Regions from separate parts of the Rattus norvegicus genome. Here region 1 is linked to region 2. Evidence: chromatin contacts called from public Hi-C data. All regions are on one chromosome and are shown on one strand. Each heading gives the region's core, a stretch centred on a gene start, on an enhancer-like site or on the middle of the called end of the contact. The rest is flanking DNA. Distances are from core to core; before and after follow the strand shown. Region 1 has its middle 42 kb from the start of Tmem170b. Region 2 has its middle 69 kb from the start of Edn1.

Region 1 (5,511 bases), core at 27-2,526, 600 kb before region 2:
TACCTTTCCACACAGACCATGAACCCAATCAAATGAAACAGAAACATGAGACAAAGTACATCTTCCACAAATGCACACGAAGCTTATTACTTTGTAATTTCTTGGGCTCAAAGTAATATTTTGAAGTTTTTGAAGCAGGGTAAGTATCTTTACATATTTTATATCTGCTGAGCATTGTGAGAAGACCCTAGATTTCAGACAAGATCAGAGACAGAGAACCAAGAAAAAAGTTACGAGTCCGATTCCAAGCCTTGTGAAGAACAAGTCCTGTTCAGACAGGAGAAAACACCTCAGGCTTACTGATTGTGTGTGCACTTCCAACCCTGGTTAATTCATAAAATGATGACTGTGGTTTTAGGCAAAATGAAGGAACTCAACAAGACCCATGGTGCATCTTTCAAAGAAAAATTGGGTCTACCTCCAGAAACACTTGAGAAGCATCTAAACCTCTTGAGACTGTCTCCTTGCACTGAAATCATCATCATCACCACCACCACCACCACCATCACCACCACCACCACCATCACCATCATCATCACCACCACCATCACCATCATCATCATCACCATCATCATCACCATCACCACCACCACCATCATCACCATCACCACCACCACCACCACCATCATCACCATCACCACCACCACCACCATCATCACCATCACCACCACCACCACCATCATCACCATCACCACCACCACCACCATCACCATCATCACCACCACCACCACCATTAATTTGTCACCAGAGCCATTTCTGGGCTCATAGTCCTGAGGAGAGTTTGTAGAAAGGAATTGTGTTGGCTGGTTTAGTTGCCAGGCCACATTCTGTCACTAGATGGCAAAAGTGTTCCACCTTTTTCCACTTAGGCACCCAAATTAATTTAGTTTGGGCTTATTCCCTTAAGATGCGGCTAATTTTTGTTTGTTTGTTTGTTTGTTTGTTTGAACTCATAAGTGAGTAAATTAAATGAGGGAAAGCATGGTTTCTACATGACACTAACCCAATTTTTACTTTCTGAAGAAGGTTTAAGATACAGTGTTGGGGGTTATTTACAAATAAAAAATATCACACTAATTGTAATAATACTACTTTTTTTTTAACTATGTCATTAGCCTGACCTTGATTTATGTATTTTTCTTAAATCCAGACTTAATGCCTAAGGATATTTTATCAAATTGAATATAGTAGGAAGGTAGTGACGGTTACACAGTATCTGGGAGAAGAATACACCACCAATATTACACAACCTTACAGCACCATGACAATTGCCTGCCAAGTCCTGGTCTGCCACCCAGTGCTTCAACATGGCCATGTTCAGCTTCTGGGACTCTCAGTTTAAACATCAGTAAACCAGGAAGAACTCCCATTAGCCATTTGTCTTCAGGACAGGTAGGCAGTAATTCTAGGGAGTGATAATTAGGCGAAGCAAGGACCAGATTCTGGTTCTGGAGTAAGTGTGGTGCAGTTTTGAGAAATTTCTTTCACATTTAAACTGTCCCCTTGACCAGGGTGCTACTTCTGCCACAGAGCCTGCTGGGGGATTTTTCTTCTTTTTTTAGAAACAGTTATGGAGAGGAGCCTTACAAAGCAGAATGGGTGAAGTTGCTCAGCCAGCAAATTCCTTGCATTCCCTAGACCAAATATGTCCAAGCTGAGGAAGCCACAGCAGTGACTTCAGTGAGGTCCCCTGAAGGACAAGCATGCCGTGCCTGTCCGCCGTACCAGGTCAGCAGCCACCTCAGATCCTGTGGCTAATGGCTTTGTTGATGGTTGTACAGAAATAACTATAGCTGGGACCCCCGAAGGGTAAGTGCTTTTATGTACAGAGCTTCCGACTTGAAAGGCACACAGCGCATTACACAGTGTGCTCTGGGCTCTGTAGGGACTGCAGATAAACACGGGAGTTGCTTCCAGCTGTGGTCAGGACACCTCGAGAAGAGGACCTGAGAGTTCTCATAAGCCTGCCGTTCCTTCCTTGTCCCTTTATGTTGACACTGGTGCCATGGGGTGACTCTAAACAGTGATACAAAAAAGTATTAGGACACCTTACAGAAATGGGTGGGATTTTTCCTGAAGGAGAAACCTGGTTCTCTTTCTGGTCTGACCTCCATGTATGTGAGACTCCATTTTAACTCTAATGTGTCTGTTGGTCTACTTCTCCAGTGTAGATGAACTTCCCTTCTCTTCTCAGAGTTCGAGCTGAAGCTGTTCATGTAACACCATCTGAACAGGTGTGTTCTCTTACTTCCCTAGGCTGGGACGGATCTGTCACTGTGAACCCAACACCAACCTAAACTCAAGCTGTAGCCCCAACTGTATGCTCAACACTAGCACTGTGAAGCTTTAGTCTCTGCTTAGTTCAAGGTTGTGTAACCTGAGCTACTTCGTTTTTCAAGGTCAATGAGAAGGCAGGAGAAATTCAAATCTAAATCATTAAGTTCCCCCACCTCACCCCTGTGTATACGTGTGCCTAGAGAAAATATAAAAGTTGCTATTATGGGCAGAGTAGTAATTACATTGTTTCCCAAAATTTCCTTCAACCCTCTTTAACACACTTTATTTTATTTTCCCCGTCTGATCTTACTTGGAAAGTACTTTTGTTGTTCGTTTAGGGGACATGTTGCTCCTGTTTGGGTTGCAATGCAGGGCTTGGTGCACACTGGGAAAGCATTCTTCCACGGGGAAAAACCTCAATGTGTGTTTTGCTTCTGCTTTTCTGTCCAGAATACATTTACTTACTTGTTAAACAAAGGTCTTTCATGGGACTCGGGCAGCTGATTAAACAAAGTCTGTTCTGAGAGCCGCCCTACAGTGACTACAGCAGTCCTTGTCTGGACTCTGGTAAGCCTTGGAGGCCTGTGGGTTCTTTGGACACGGATTATTTCCTAGGTAGCCTGAGCCCAGCTCCTCTACACACCATAAACCTTCCTCCTAACGCTTTAGCGGAAAGGCCTGCCTGAGGTTCAGGTGGAATTGTTTGTTTGTGTTGGGAGTGAGGCAGTTACCCAGTTCCTTTATCATAATGGTTATATATCAGTGTCCAAGGACTGGTAAAGTATCCCTACATTGTTTTAATCAAGGCCTAAACTAACCAGACTGTTTTCCTTCCTAAATAAAGCTCGTGTGGATTCCAGGCTCTTGATTCTTCACTGATATAATCCGGAGCGCCAGTTAGCTGTTTCAGAAAAGGAAAATCCCTAAGTCAGAACCAGTCTTCCTGGTTATTTTGAGTTCCGCGCAGATGAAAGAACTAGAGGGTCCTTGGACTGTCCTAGTAGTGGGATGCTGTGTTAGATGTCTGCGGGACAGGGCCTGAGGAATGTCAGTAGCTGCCCCATGGCTGTGGTGGAAAAACTGAGTAGCATGCTCATCAGCTTCTGTCAGGATCAGGCGACAGCGTATCAGTTGTGACAACGGGATTCATTTGCGGTGTCAGAGACTGTCATGAAGAAACCATTAAAAGGTTAGGCTGAAGTTTAGCTTACAATGGTGTCCCCAGATAAAGACATTATGTCACCTCTCCTGTTGTAGGGGGTGGGAGTAGAGATAATAGATTGGCAGACAACCCTGAGAGAATTTTTGCTTCGTGTTGAATGGCATTATTTTACATGGATCACTTTGTATGTTAAAATACCCCGGTTTCAAATGTGTGTATCTGACTTCAGTCACCATTTCGGTGACAACAGAAGTGGGCGGGGTCTTGTCACTTTGCAGTGTAGAAGAGAGTTAAGGCAAAGAGAAACAAACTTTCCAAAATGAACTATCCCTAAAACAAACCAAAAGAACTCTTGAGGGAAGCCCCAATGCGGAAGTGGGGCTTTTCTTATAATTGAAAATCTGAACAATGCAGAAGAAAATAAGTAAGAATTTGTTTATTCTTCAATATCCATTCAGTGCTTTAATTTCTGGAAGATAAGGAAATTTTTTTTAAAAAAGGAAAGCAATTTGAAAAAGTCACGTGGTGGGATTCCAATTTTATAATGCATACATACCTCAAAGAATTCTTTGGTTATCTTGGCTACGCCTAATCTGGGCTGGTCTCATTCTTTTGTTCAAAATTTGCCAAAAAATGCTAGCTTTTAACACAGTAAAGTTTGGCAAAATAAATGTACATTTCTAAAATTCTCCAATGTTTCCCTATTTTTTAACACACAAGTAAACATGGATGAGAACAAATGTAAATAGCATTTATTAAACATGTTCCAAAGGGCATCCAACGAGAGGCTTTTGCACACAATTATCTGCCCAAAATTGATAAGGCTGGCCTCTATATTCCTATCTTAGAGATTCATAACTTAAATATGTATATTTAAGTTGGTAGAAATTGCTTAAGACCCTTTCCGGTTTTGTTTAATTTCCATGAATAGTCAGAAAAGCATCAGACATCTCCCCAGCTCGCCCTCTGGCTTTCTGAAAGCATTGTGAGCATATTTTTAAGGTTCAACATGGTCTCCCCATCTCAAAAAGATACCAGCCCTCCCACCTAAACCATAGCCAGAGCTTCAGCCATCCATTTTCACCCAGACCCCTCACTCAGTGTTACCCCTTTCTTATCCTCCAGTGTTGGCTGACCTCCTCTGCTCTCGGTGAGGACATTAACACCTTCCCAGCCCTGTGATGTCATGCCTGGCATATCTATGCCTGGAATGCCGTACCCTGCATTTCTAGAAACAAGCCTGTTGGCTGGCTCTGGTTATCCATGTCCTAACTCAATAGCCTGTAAATGAGGGGGTGCTCAGACATCCAAAGTTGCATCCAGTCCGTGTCAAACGAGAGGTACATGCTGGGGAGCATCGTAGCTAGCACTTAGGGAACTGGAGGAGTTCCTGAGGGCTGACACGGGCAGGAGTGGCTTTCCTGGTGACTGACCTGAAGTATGAGTTTCTGAAAGTAGATGTGAGATCTTTCGCCAAGAAAATAACAGATGTGAACACCCAGGGTGGTGGAAGAGCAGGAACCCAAGGATGGAGCCTGTAGACTTGGTATGAGTGTAAGTGACTGAAACTCACAGGGAGATGGTACTGGGTGAGCCTCGAAAGTGAATAGGCATTGGATACAAGAGTCAATGTCACCAGAGTTCTTAGGGCCAGAACCTGGACCCTGATCCCCTAAGAGCTTGGCTTGGCCATTTGTTCACGAACAATGAACAGTGAAACAAACACTACTGATAAGCAGAGAGAGGAGATTTATGCCTTGGGGCCACATGGGGAAGATAAAGAAGCTCAGTAGCACCCCAAGTTCGGAGTACGGACATGAGGTTTAGTACGGATTGCGTTTAGATGTAGCCCCAGTCATCACTGACCCATCGTTGTCTAGGCTCCCGATCTCTCCGTTGAGGTCATCGGACAGGTCAGAATGATGTGACCTCTCTTCCTGGGAAACAAGTCTCTCCTTTGGCTGGCACCAGCAGCTTCAGGGCTTCAGCCTTCTCCGTTTCCCAGCAAGAGATTCCTGGGGAAATTCCAATTTCTTGGAGACCATTGTTCGGTAGTCTGCTAGCCGAAGGGA
Region 2 (5,437 bases), core at 2,704-5,203:
ACAAGGGGCATTTCCAGAGGCTAATTTCTTTTGCCTTTGTCATTAAAGAATACTGAAACGACATACTCACCCAACAAGGTGGTCAAGCCATAAGTTCAATGTTTACAAATGACTATTTACTCTGGATGTTTGTCCGCTTCCCCAGTTCATAAGCGGAAACCTAACTTTCAGTGTAACAGTATTCAGAAGTTAGGCCTGGAGATGGGCAAGTCATGAGGCAGGTGTTTTCATCACTAAAATTAGCACCCTTGAAAGAGAACCTTGCCTTTGTCTCTGATCTTCCACCATGTAAGGACACAGGTGGAGGTGACATGTGCGAAGTGTAGAAATAGCCCTGGTCAGACACCATAGCTTCCTGTCCCTCAGAATGATCAACAATCGATTTCTGGTGTTTCAAAGTATCCCAGGTTTTGCTTTCACAGCAGCCTGAACATAGACAGTATAAGGAGCCCCTGGGGGAGCTGTGGACCATGCCCAGCATCTGACAGTTTATCTCCTCAACTCATTTCCTCTCCAAACGAGACAGCACTCGTGACCTTCCTTCTACTAGTAACGATGAGTTTTGTTCTCACGAACTTCATGTGGCTAGAGGAACATTAAATGTATCTTTTCATGTTTAATTTTGTTCACCTTCCCACTACGTTCCTGATGTTCATTCCTTCTTGTGTAGTCATTAATAACCTTTGCTATTCTTCATCTCCGCGTCTCGGTTCATTGAGTGAACGGATAGACCGTAATTCTTTGTCTTGTTACCTAATGTGTTCCTTATTTTTCTTGTTGTTGGAACAAAATACCTGGCAAGAAACAGCTTAAGGAATAAAGTTGTTTATTTAGTTAGGGGGTACAGTCCATCGTGATGGGGGACCGGAAAGCCACAGGAGCAGGAGGCAACTGCTCACCTTGTGTCCCTTACCAGGAAAGAAAGAGGGGCAAATGTGGGTTCTCTGCTTACTTTCTCCTTTAAGTAAAACCTGTGACCCCAGATCATGGGGGACATTGGATAGATCACCTGCTACCACATTCCCAGTGGGCCTTTCTTCTCTTCCTCCCTTAGATCTTTCTGGAAACTCTCTCAGACCTATCCAGAGTCCTGCCTTCATGGGATTTTTCTAAATCCCACTGAGTTGACAAGACTAACCATTGGACCTGGGTTCCTTCTAACTTGGGGCTGTCATAATAAAAGTGTGCAGTTTGAATGTTCCTTCATGGTGTTTGGTCGACAGAGGTTTCTACGTCTGTCATCTGTGCGTGCAGGAGGGGAACTGCATGCCCAGGGCATCTATGCGTCTGGCTTCGTAGGCCCTGCCATGCCTTTTCCAAACGGCTTTACCAATCCCTAGGCCCACATGAGATGCGGATGCTCTGTTTCTTTGCATCTTGCAGAACTGCCTTCTACTTAACCCTCCCTGGCAGTTTCTTCTTGAAATTTTCTGCCCCTCCACCCCTTCTCTGATCTTGCTTTTCCTCACCCTCACTAACTTTTCTTCTAAGTCTAGCACGCCTCTGTCTCGAACACTTGAGCTCTGTGTTCCTTCTTTTCCATGGATTTCCTTCTTACATGTTATCTGCATAGAAAGACATGGCTTCTGTTCTCCCCCCATCGTGTGGCCCAGCCCCACCTGACTTCATTTTCCTTTGTAATTCTCAGTTCCCGTCTTTAGGCCACACTTGTTTCCTATTGGTCTATACTGATAAAAGCACATTCCAGGACAGAAAGCACATTGTCTTTCTAGAGCAAGGTTGGATGTTCAAGTGTTTAGGTCTACACTTAACCAGGCACTTAAATATATGGTGTCCACAGAGATTCTCAATTTGGACTTAGCCTTTCTCCACCAACAGTTTTGTCCCATTAACCTGGTCTCTACAAAATCCATTCTTCTCTTCATTTGTTTTCTAGCTTTGTTTTCTTTCTTTGCTCTCAATACCAGGGATTGCACTCCAGCACTTGCGCATGCTTGCAGTCCCTCTCTGGTGAGCTGCATCTCCAATGTGGCTCCCTTAATTACCATCTCCTGTTTTGCCTCCTTTCCACCTTTCTTACTTCTCCTTACCACTCTGTCAGTTTTTCCTTTCATTCCTCTTACCCCATCCTGATGTCCCTTCTGGCCTTTAGAACTCTGAAGAGGTGGGGTTTCAGTGTGAGCTCTCTCTCAGGTGACGGCTCTGAACTGCAAGGCAGGAAGCAGGACATGTAGCAGGTGTGGCTAACACTTCATTCGCTCCGTTAAAAGCATGCGGCACCCTGAATGTGTCTTGATTTAGCTGGATTCTCCTCTCTCTTTTCTCCGTGCCTCTGATTACATGTACAGCTCACAAACACAACCATGTGATAGAGTTCACTCTGTTGTGACAGCAAGCCCCTTTTTCTGTGGAGTCACGGAATCATAATGTCGCACCCAGAGACGGTTATAAAACCTGCCTTCGGGGATGGAGAGCTGCCAGGCTCCTTCTGGATTTGATGGAGGGAGTTGATGATGCTTAGGGAACATGTGATAAGAAAAAAAGAGGCAGCTCAATCCATCGGAGTGGGCAGCCACCCAGACTTGTTGCTCTGCAGTCTAGCAAGGTTGTTGGCCTATTTCCAAGGATATATATATATATATATATATATATATATATATATATATAATATCCTTTAATGTTATATATACCTCTATTTCTATGTATATTATATATACTTCCATATATACCTCTAACTCTATATAGGTTTGGTGGTCTGCCTGTGTCTGTGTGAACATCGGTAACTAGAAAATACTAGTTAGTCATTCTAAAATGAGACACTAACAGAAGCAAGCTAAAGAAGCTGACTCAGGGGCCATTTGTAGCTTGAAGAAAGAAATGGTTTGCCCGTGATAACATAAACTGCAAAGGATTGTCGAGTTGAATCCTCTTAAACTGGCACTCCGTCATGCTGAAAGGGGAAGGGACATGACATGCGTACCTATATATCTGCAGATGGCCAAGCATCTATCCAGAATGGAGGGGGAGAGTGTATCTTAGGGCAGGCAGGAGAAGGAGAAGGATAAGGAGGAAGAGGGAGAGGGAGGAACACAGAGAGGAGGAGGGGAAGGGGGGATGAGGGAGGTATTACCTACCTGGGTCGACCTCTAGTGGTGAGGGGCTTGGTACTGTGAACACCCTTCAGGAGGTTTTCATCCCGCTGTGAATACACTTATGGGTGCATTTTACCAAGCAGTTTCTGAGGAGCACAGTGGCGCACAAGCGCGAGGATCAATTACCACCAGTGTGCATTCATTTTAGCTGCCCTCCTCTGACCTGACGTAGCTTCCAGGGGTTTCTGGCCAGGCATGTCTAGGCTCACAGTGGTCTTGTTCTTACTCATCTGTAACGGTTGTGTGGGTGACATGTGTGAGGAGAGTTTATTGATGCAATAAAACCCAGCCTTGGCATTCACTGGGTTGCCTGTGGGAAGCCACGCCCTCCTCTGGTTTTGTTTTGTTTTGTTTTGTTTTTTTTTTTTTTTTTTTTGGCAGCTTCCTGCTGTAGGATCTGAAACCTTCCTAGTGTGTTCTGTAGTTCGGCATGGGAGTGGAATCCTAGTCTAGGCAAAGGGATATGAAGATTTCTAGGAAAACCTTACTCTTTTCCTGACTTCCAAGGAGAGGTTTCTTCTGGTTCCTTCCTTCTGTGGAGGAGGAATATGATGGTTGCCAGGGCAGCCACACCTTTGTCATTATGTAGGATAGCTGTGAGACCTGTGCAAAAAATGACCCAGAGCCAAAACTGCTTCTCAAGAAAACACCACTTGGGGAGGATTTTCCTAGAGTCTCTTCTGAACTTTGAACTCTGACACCCAGTACTCTGAGATGCTGACATACTCTCAATCAAGGAGGCAGCCCAGATGAGTCCTTGATAGACTCTGTCATGCCTACTCTACTGTTAGATCCAAGAAGCATGGCCCCATGTCCAGCTTCATTAGTCAGTGAGCAGCAATGTACAGCACAGTGCCTAGGGTGACGTCAGCACTTAGTAATGTGGCTGAGTACAGGGATTTGGGCTGAGTAGTGTTAAAGAATAGAGTTTGAGGCATTTCATGAGGAAGTAAAGTCAATGTTACAGCTGTTTAAACGAATGACAGGCTGGGGGTGGTGGTGGTACATACCTTTAATCCCAGCACTGAAAAGGCAGAGGTAGGTGAATGTCCGTGAATTTGAGACCAGCCTGATCTACAGAGTGAGTTCTGGGAACAGCTAGGGTTACACAGAGAAACCCCTGTCTCAAACAAACAAACCATTAAGTAAATAATAGACAGATAGATGATAGGTAGATAAATAGATGACATCTTTCTTATGAATTGTTTATGCATTCACGGTTCTATAAATACATGGCCTGCATAATGTAGATGCTTAAGTATGTTTTCTGAAGTTGCACAATTATTGGAGAGTCTCCCTTTATCTGGGTGGTTTTTCTTCCCAGAACAAGTAAGGGCAAGCATCTCCATTTTTGCTGTCATTGCCCTCACCTCCTCTCACCATGGGCTGCCTCCATGAGTCTCCTACCATTTGCTCTCTGTGCTTGTGCCTCCACAGGGCATGTTCTCTGAAACTGCTTGTTATTTTGAGTGGTCTCTACCTCAAGACAGAATGACAGACGACCTTTCTCCATGGGCCCTCCGATGTCCTCATCAAAATCTGGTGTTGGAAGAGTCAATGCTTGTGCCATTATTTGTTCATGTTTCATTCTGTTCTGTGTGTGGGTCCATGAGTTTCATGATAGCCAAAGCGATGGTTTTCATCTAACACAGTAACAATACAATATCCTTACAGTAATGGTGGAGACAGAAAACACAATTCCTTATCTCCTTCTGTTTGCTCCTTCCACTGTTCAAAATTTTCATTGATTATCAAATTAATTTCATTGCACCCATTTTCTTCTGTGATGTGACTCCTCAACACACACACACACACACACACACACACACACACACACTCAAATGCACACGCACACGTCTCATACACAAACATACATGTACACGCACATGTACACAGTGAAATCTGGACCCAGAGATAGGAGCATCAGGGACACAGAATAGGCAGACAATACAATGACCAAAGGTTTGAAAACTCTAGATGAGAAAAGTGATGGGGGAATCAGGAAATTAACAAAAAATTAACAGCTTCATTATTAATGTCTTTAACTCAAGACTCCTGAACCTCTTGATGTCATTTTCTCTCCCCTAAACAAGGCCAAACTAAATTTGCCTTCAGGATCACTGTTTTCCTTTGGCTATTTATTTATTTATCTATTTATTTATTTATCTATTTATTTATCTATTTATTTGATGAGAATGCTTAAAATCTAATCATTCTAAAATAGGTAATAACTTATTAATAGCTTAGATCATCAGGCTGGTCAAAAGTCCTCTAAATTTTTTTTCCTGTCACTGAAAGTCACTGAAAGTGATTTGTTTCACGTC

The links. A called contact is a pair of places that touch in the nucleus more often than the background predicts.
Region 1: a contact with region 2 is called in a Hi-C map of the A7r5 cell line, with 5 times the contacts expected there. The contact joins two enhancer-like sites. A contact is called at or near these places in 6 of 12 Hi-C or Micro-C datasets (the A7r5 cell line, the Rat2 cell line, Schwann cells and 3 more).

Annotation. Positions count from the first base shown.
Region 1 is chr17:23,330,411-23,335,921 of GRCr8, reverse strand. No RefSeq gene overlaps it. Among named protein-coding and RNA genes, the nearest start is that of Tmem170b, 42 kb to the left of the region's middle. Within about 2 kb of position 1,276, at least 30 of the 93 cell types and tissues checked have an H3K27ac peak or open chromatin away from gene starts, as enhancers often do. A contact at or near this core is called in the A7r5 cell line, where this site is marked.
Region 2 is chr17:22,733,072-22,738,508 of GRCr8, reverse strand. No RefSeq gene overlaps it. Among named protein-coding and RNA genes, the nearest start is that of Edn1, 69 kb to the right of the region's middle. Within about 2 kb of position 3,953, at least 6 of the 93 cell types and tissues checked have an H3K27ac peak or open chromatin away from gene starts, as enhancers often do. A contact at or near this core is called in the A7r5 cell line, where this site is marked.